Linked DNA regions of Oryctolagus cuniculus: region 1 is linked to region 2. Evidence: chromatin contacts called from public Micro-C data. All regions are on one chromosome and are shown on one strand. The core of a region is the stretch at or near the end of the contact, and the rest is flanking DNA. Distances in the headings are between cores, read along the strand shown. Region 1 overlaps LPAR5 (lysophosphatidic acid receptor 5). Region 2 has its middle 11 kb from the start of CD4.

Evidence for each region. A called contact is a pair of places that touch in the nucleus more often than the background predicts.
Region 1: a Micro-C map of ear pinna shows a contact between it and region 2, with 3 times the contacts expected there. The contact joins two enhancer-like sites. A contact is called at or near these places in 3 of 6 Hi-C or Micro-C datasets (ear pinna, psoas muscle and an unstated tissue).

The regions. Positions count from the first base shown.
Region 1 is chr9:102,889,775-102,893,818 of mOryCun1.1, reverse strand. LPAR5 (lysophosphatidic acid receptor 5) reads right to left here. Exons shown (of 2, transcript XM_051850173.2): 2 at 316-3,860. The coding sequence starts at 3,645. The coding sequence ends at 2,536. Among named protein-coding and RNA genes, the nearest start is that of CHD4, 9.9 kb to the left of the region's middle. Within about 2 kb of position 1,283, at least 1 of the 8 cell types and tissues checked has an H3K27ac peak or open chromatin away from gene starts, as enhancers often do. A contact at or near this core is called in ear pinna, where this site is marked.
Region 2 is chr9:102,739,860-102,743,918 of mOryCun1.1, reverse strand. No RefSeq gene overlaps it. Among named protein-coding and RNA genes, the nearest start is that of CD4, 11 kb to the right of the region's middle. Within about 2 kb of position 1,953, at least 1 of the 8 cell types and tissues checked has an H3K27ac peak or open chromatin away from gene starts, as enhancers often do. A contact at or near this core is called in ear pinna, where this site is marked.

The DNA of each region.
Region 1 (4,044 bases), core at 34-2,533, 150 kb before region 2:
AACGCCAGAGATGTCACACTGGACGCAGCCACTCCCATCAGCGTCTCCCATCCACCATGGCACACTTCTCCCAGCTGGTGCAGGAGCTCCAAGGACAGCCCTTCTCCTTAAAGCCGGCCCACCTCGCTTCCCTACACGCAGCGTCCGTGTGAGCAAAAGCCTACCCAGAACCTTCAGGGGCTGCCCATTGTCCTCTAAATTAAGGGCCAGCGCCTTCCCCTGCGCTTCAGCATCTTCTGTCTTGCATAACTGTTATCACTGTCTTTTCTGTGGTCCCTGCTAGATTGCACACTACTTCACAGCAAGAGATGACTGTCCATTCATGCAACAAATATTTATTGAGCACTTCCTCTGTGCCAGGCACTGTTCTAGGTGTTAGGGGGCAGGGGTCTGGGAGGGGATCTCATTAGAAAACCGAAACACAAACATTCTGCCCCCACGGAGCTCACATTCTACCTAGGGAGATGGGTGGGAGGAGACAGGCGAGAAGCTGTGAAAGGGGAAATAAATAAATAAGTACATTACGTGGTATGTTAGAAGGTGACACATGTGGTGAGTTTGAGTTACTTTGGAATTCACTCGTGTAACCTGCACATAAGAGTACTCGAGTAATTGTGGAAAATTGTGTTCAGTTCAGTTTGGATAGGGCAAAGTGCTGAGAGTTGGGACCACAATGAGATCTGAAACTATTGGTGTTCTCAGGGTAGAAAGAGCACTAGTCTTGACCCCTGAGGATGAAGCAGGATGGAGCAGGTGCGACCCATCAGGCCTCTTTCTAGTGCAGGGCGAGTTAAGGGCCTGGCTCAGGCGTCTAACTTCCACCCAGGTGAGAAAGGACCCAGCTGGGAGGTTACCGTCTGAGGAATCTGGGTCAGTTCCTGGGTTTGGCCACCAGGGGTCATTTTACCCCAGTAAATCTCCAACTGTGGCACTCCCAGAAACACACAGGCGCGCGCGCGCGCGTGTGCACACACACACACACACACACACACACACACACACAAAAGGCTTATTCTGAACTAAAACACACAGAGAGGAGAAGCACACAGCATTGAGAGACAGGAACAGAAATGCATACAGGACCGGTGTGCAGCAACAAGTGCCCTCGCCACCCTCAGAATCTGAAGGTGTCGAAGCAGCAGCTCTACAGCCCCTCCCAGCGCCCCACTTGGGTGAGGAGAAAAGGAAACAGTAGATGGCCCGGTTCCCTTGCCTCCAGCTCGCCAAGAACAGCCCAGCGGTTCCTGTGCTCCCGTCGTGTCTCCCCCTTACTTCCCTGTGAGCTGTCTCCTGGCTGTGGCAGAGAGGCCCCCTCCCTCCCCTCCTAGCTTCACCCCGTCCCAGGGCTCGTAGGTAGTGTTCCACTGGGGGTGCCAGCCCCAGCAGCTCTCAGGAAACCCCAGGCCTTAGGGCCTCTGATTAGCACATACTTTGCTGAGCACTGCCCTCTGCCCGCACAAATGAAGACTGCAAATGTCTGCGATGGCCTGGGAGAAGTTGGACATGAACTCGAACACTAAGGCAAGCGGTTCTCAAAGCATAATCCAGAGACCAACTCTTTGATGAAGCCCCTGAGGTCACCAGATCACGTGTGCCTTCATCCTCACTCCTCACAAGTGGAGCCTCCAGAGGCCTCACGAGGTGCGATGGCACTGTCGCTCTCACAGTTATTGGAACGTGCGTTTGTGTATTTCTGTGTTCCAAGTACCTGTTTCACATCTAATATGGCTAAGTACTCAAAGAACAAAGAATAAGCGAAAGCTATCTGGGATTCTCAGTTTTAAGACGGTGAAAAGGGTCTGAGACTAAAAATTTTGAGTTCTGATGCTTTAGTACAAAAAAATTTCTCCTTACTCTGGACAAAGCAGGTGGAGAAGAAGAGAGAGAAAATTAAGAACCCAGAGTTGAGACGCCCTGAAAGGGTGGTGGTGCCAGAATGGACGACCTAGAAGAGGGAGCAGGGACTAGGATTTGGGGGGGAGCTCTGGCCCAAGTCCCCGTGTAGGGTGTCAGGCCTAAATTGTTACAAGTCCCTAAGAAAGAGGGAACACGATCCTGTCCACGTCGAATAAACAAACCCTGGTGTGTTGCTCAACGCTGAGCACAGGAAGCCTAGGTGGAAAGGAGAGCAGGTGGCCACGCTGGCCCTCGGGTTGGCCCGGAGCAAAGGAAAGAACCTCTCGGGAGCTTGGTGCCAAAGCCCGGAGGCCCTTCAGCTCTCAGACCCTCCAGCCATCCAACTCTGAGGTCCCCATTTTCTGTCCTGCCTGCCAGCTCTTAGCCAGTGCCTGGCTCAAGGTTATGTTTCCCTCCAATGGGAGAAGGGGTCCTCAGCTGTACCCCTGCTGAAAGAAGCCATCCCCAGCAGCACTCTTCCTTTCCTGGGACCCTTGAGCTTCCACACCAACGTGTTTCTGCATTCCAGAGCTGACGTTGGGACCCGGAAGTCCAAGTGCCAGGTCCACGTGCACAGACTGCCAGCCTGCACCCAGGGCTCTGGGGGCCGGGCGGCGTGCATTAAGATGCATTGTCCTTTCAGAGGGCTGAATCCTGGGGACACTGGGTGAGGGGCGCCCCGGGGCCGGACGGCTGGAGAAGCCCCTGACTGGTGGTATCCAGCCTGGTGATGTGGATCTCTGAAGGCCGTTCAGCGAGCGCCCCTCGATCCCCGTTGGTGGCCAAGGTCCTGGCACCGCGCTGAGTGCGCAGGCCGCGCAGGGTGTTGCGAAAACCCTCGGCGCTGAAGTAGTACACCAGCGGGTCCAGCACGCAGTTGGCGCCGGCCAGCAGCACCATCACCATGAGCACCCCGCGCACCTGATCGCGGGCCGCCTGGCTGGCCACCACCAGGTGGCTCCGCAACAGCCCGTAGACGGCCAGCGTGGTGTTGTAGGGCACGAAGCACAGCAGGAAGATGACGAGGTTGGCCAGCAGGAGGCGCACGGTCTTCCGTCGCCGCTGGCTGTGCGTGGAGTCGGGCCGCGCCAGCGTGCAAAAGACCCGGCCCGACGAGCACGCCACGGCCACGAGCGGCAGCCCGAAGCCCAGCGCCTCGGCCAGCAGCACGAGCGGCAGCAGCCTGCCTTTCCACAGCTCGTCGCTGAAGCTCTCGAAGCACAGGCGCACCTCGTGGCCCTGGTAGGTGCAGCGCGAAGGCCTGTGCACGCGGGCGGCGGGCACGGCGAACACCAGGATGAGCACCCACACGCACAAGCACAGCAGGCGCGCCACGCGGGGCCGCCGCAGGTGGCGCAGCCGCAGCGGGTGCACGATGGCGACGTAGCGGTCCACGTTGATGAGCATTAGGAAGATGCAGCTGCCGTACATGTTCATCTGGAAGATAGCGCCCGCCGTCTGGCACAGCAGATCGGGGAAGGGCCAGTAGTGCAGCGCGTAGTAGGAGAGGCGCACGGGCAGCGAGAGGGTGAAGAGCAGGTCGCTGGCGGCCAGGTTGCACATGTATATGCTCACCACCGAGTGCACGCGCAGCGCGCGCAGGAAGACCCAGAGGGCCAGGGCGTTGAGGGGGAACCCGGCTGCCAGGACCAGGCTGTAGACCACCAGGTGCAGGCGGTGAGTGGGCCGGTAGTCAGGGCACGGTGCCGAGCTGTTGGCAGAAGTGTTGGCGGAGGAGTTGGCCAACATCCTGCCCAGGTGGGAAGGGGAGCTAGGCTGGAGGCGTCATGGGGCGCACCAAGGGCCCGGCATCACATTCACCTCCAGCAGGAGGGTCTGCAGGCTGCAGCGAGAGGGTCCCAAAGGCGGCAGGGGCAGGGCATGGAGAGGTGGGCCGTGGCAGCAGGGGCCGGCGACCGCCCCGGCTAGGACGCCTTGGTCACAGCGTCATCAGCAGTGAAGACCTGGAGGAGGAAAGCAAACCAGGAGTCAGAGTTAGGCGGGGACAGGGCCACAGACATAACACACATTTGTCTCACTGACCTGCCTGACGACCTGAATCTTTTTCTTAGGCTCAAGTTTTTCATCGCCTAACCATCTGGCCAAAATAACTTCCCCACAGCACAACTAAATAGCACAAGGTTACAT
Region 2 (4,059 bases), core at 704-3,203:
TAGGCCAGGGCTGATGTCTTCTGAAGGCTGGTCTGAGGCTGGAGAGCTGCCTCTCAGAAGGTTCACTCTGGAGGCCAGCAGTGTGGTGTAGTGGTAAAGCTGCCACCTGCAATGCCAGAATCCCATAGAGGGACGAGGCCTGGCTCCTGGCTTTGGCCTGGTCCAGCAGTGGCCATTGAGGCCATCTGAGGAGTGAACCAGTGGACGGATCCCTCTGTCTCTGTAACTCTTTTAAAACAAACAAACAAATATTTAAAAAAAAAAAAAGGCTGTGGGCTAGAGGGCTTCTTCATTCCTCCCTGTGGACTTTACCATGGCAACTGGCTTCTCCCAGAGGGACAGAGTGGACAAGACAAAAGCCACCATGTCTTTATAGCCTAAATCTATTTATTTATTTATATTTAAGAGACAGAGATAGGAAGAGAGATCTACTGTCCTCTGGTTCACTTTCCAAATGCCCACAACACTCAGGAGTCTGGAACTCAATCCAGGTCTCCCATGTGGGTAGCAGGAACCCAAGTACTGGAGCCATCATCCGTTGCCTCCCAAGGTGTGCATTAGCAGGAAGTTGGAGTTGGGAGGGGAGCCTGGACTCAAACCCAGGCTCTCTGATACAGGAGGAAGGCATTTCAAGCAGTGTCTTAACCGCAGCACCAAGTGCCTGCCCCCATGTCTAATCTTGAAAGCCCTGTGCCATCATTTCTGCTTTATTCTATGGGTCATACAGACTAACCAGGCAGAATGGGTGAGAGGACAGCCTAAGGGGCTGAGCTGAGGAGGTGGGAATCCCCAGAGCTGCCCTGCGGCCTGGCTATCAGGCGGAAGGAGAGACAGGGCTAGAGAGTGGAAGGGGCATCTGCCTCCCCAGCCCTCCCGCGGACCTGGCAGCCTCCACCATTGTCTGCTACAGAAGTGTTTGGAGGGCAAAAGCAGCCCGGGGCCTTGTCAAGTCAAGGGTGCCAGGCAAGAAGCATTGAGGCCTGGGGTTCCAATCTGCAAGGCTTCTCGGATCCCTGCCCAAGGAGGGGCAGGGGCCTGAGCAGGTGGAGAAAGCTCCCTGTCCCACCTGCCCCACCAGAAAGCTAGATCCAGACCTGAGCCCCTGTCCTAGAAGGGAGAAGGGCAAAGAGCTTAGTGTCCCTGCTCAGGCAGCTCAAGGCAGCCCCCGCCCCCCCTGCTTTGAAGGGAATGGGGCTGGGGTGCGGACGGGGTCCATCTGCTGCACTCTGCGGCTGACGGTTTCTCCAAGGGGCTGCAGGTGTCAACTAGCTGAGCCCAGGCTGAACTCTGAGTGTGCCTTTCAAACTTCCCACAGGGTGTGGCGAGACCAGGCACCACCCTTTGAGACTTGTAGGAAGTGTTATGGAGATGGGGACACTGTGGCCAGAGTGGGGTCGGCTCCCCACACTGTGCTTCCCAGAGAGCAGCCCCCCACCCCGGTTCTGCCCTCTAACTCCTGAGCCCTGCCCCCACCCCGTGCCCTTTGCAGGGCTGGCAGAGTAGCTACAGATGGCTCTGGTAAGGAGGCCACCGCAGGGCTGCACCTGGGCTTTCTAACCCCCTACACAGCTGGCTGCCCTGCTTTGGCAGTAACGTGGTCTCCAACACTCTGTCAGTTGCCTCTGACGATGTAGGAGTCCCCCGGCATCCCGCCTTCCCCCTTTGCCTCCTCCAGCCGGGAGACCCATAACACACAGCAAAGTCAGCTCTGGGCCAGGAACCACAAGACTGCTGGAAATCCCCGTGCTCCACAGCTGCTGTCACATGGTGGGGTGGGGAGCTTAACTCCAATTTCTTCTCTTCCTTTTCTTCTTCCTCCTTTCTTCTTAAAATATTAATTTCTTGTTTATTTATTTGAAAGTCAGAGTGTCAGACAGAGAGAGAGAGAAGACCAAGACAAAGAGATCTTCCATCTGCTGGTCCACTCCCCAAATAGCTGCAACAATTGGGGCTGGGGCAGGGAGCCAGGAACTCCATCCGGGTCTCCCATGTGGATGCAGGGACCCAAGCACCTGGGCCTTTCTCTGTTGTCTTCCCTGGTGCCTTAGAAGACAGCTGGATTGGCAGCAGTGTAGTTGGGACATGAACTGGCACTCCCATATGGATGCCAACATCGCAAGCAGTGGCTTAACCTGCTGTGCCACAATGTCATCCCCTCTAGTTCCTTCTCCTGCCAAGTGAAATCTGGCATGTGCCGATATGGGTGAAAGGGCCTTGGCAATGAAAAATAGTCCTACAGATGTGAGGATCATGGGGCTGTTAAGCCTCAGAACTCCCAGATGAGGCTCTCAGCCTTGTGTCTCCTCCACTGCTATGGAAGAAGGCAGAGGAGAGACAGTATGAGGAGAGGCACATCTGAGATTGGGGTCCAAGCAGATGAGTTCAAATCCCGGTTCTACCAGCTCTGTGACCTTTAGCAATTTGTAAAAATAAGTAAATAAATATTTCTTAACTTAGTTATTTTTATTTGAAAGGCAGAGGTACAGAGACAAAAAGAGAGACCTTCCATCTGCTGGTTTATTCCCTAAATGCCTACAACAGCCAGGGTTGGAGCAAGCCGAAGCCAGGAGCCCGGAACACATGAGTCTCCCCATGTAGGATCAGGGACCCAGCTACCTGAGCCGTCCTCACCTGCTGCCTGCCAGGAAGCTGAGGAGAGCAGCCCAGGCACTGGATACGGTATCCAGTGAGCTGTGGTGCAACTCAGCTGCTGCACCACACACACTGCCCCCATTTTTAAAAACCTCTTGATGTCTCAGTTTCCCCATCTTCAGAATAAGCCATCTGGAGAATACACCACATCCTGTCATTCTTGTGAGGATGAAGCACAATACAGTCATATAAAGCACACAACAGTTCTTGCGGGGGCTCCAGAAAGCTTGTGGAACTTTTCTTTAAAAGATAATGTACAGGGCCGCCACTGTGGTCCAGCAGATGAAGCCACCGCCAGTGATGCTGGTAACCCATGTGGATGCTGGTTCAAGGACTGGGTGCTCCACTTCCGATCCAGCTCCCTGCTAATGCACCTGGGAAAGCAGCAGAGGATGGCCTGAGTGTTTGGGCCCCTGCACCTATGTGGGAGACCTGGAAGAAGCTCCTGGCTCCTAGCTCCTGGCTCCTGGCTCTTGGCTCCTGGCTTCAGCTTGGCCCAGCCCCAGCTATTATGGCCATCTGGGGACGAACCAGCAGTTGAATCTCTCTCTCTCTTTCTCTCTCTCTCTCTCTCTCTCTGCCTCTCCTTCTAACTCTGACTTTTGAAATAAGTAAAAAATTTTTTTAAGATAATGTGCATTGGCTGGCGCCACGGCTCACTAGGCTAATCCTCTGCCTTGCGGCACCAGCACACCGGGTTCTAGTCCTGGTCGGGGCGCCGGATTCTGTCCCGGTTGCCCCTGTTCTAGGCCAGCTCTCTGCTGTGGCCAGGGAGTGCAGTGGAGGATGACCCAAGTGCTTGGGCCCTGCACCCCATGGGAGACCAGGATAGGTACCTGGCTCCTGCCATCGGATCAGCGTGGTGTGCCGGCTGCAGCGCGCTGGCTGCGGCGGCCATTGGAGGGTGAACCAATGGCAAAGGAAGACCTGTCCCTCTGTCTCTCTCTCTCACTGTCCACTCTGCCTGTCCAAAAAAAAAAAAAAAAAAAAGATAATGTGCATTAATTCTATTTTCTTGAGAGCTTTGGAAGCAGCTTTGCAAATATTCACTTTATAAACTCATGAACTCTCTTTCTTTTCTTTTCTTCCTTGGAAATCCCAGCAGGAAAGCCAGATTCATTCTCTCTCTCTCTCTCTCTCTCTATTTATTTATTTTATTTTTTAACAGGCAGAGTGGACAGTGAGAGAGAGAGACAGAGAGAAAGGTCTTCCTTTGCCACTGGTTCACCCTCCAATGGCCACCGCAGCCAGCGCGCTGTGGCCGGCGCACCGCGCTGATCCGATGGCAGGAGCCAGGTGCTTCTCCTGGTCTCCCATGGGGAACAGGGCCCAAGTACTTGGGCCTTCCTCCACTGCACTCCCTGGCCACAGCAGAGAGCTGGCCTGGAAGAGGGGCAACTGGGACAG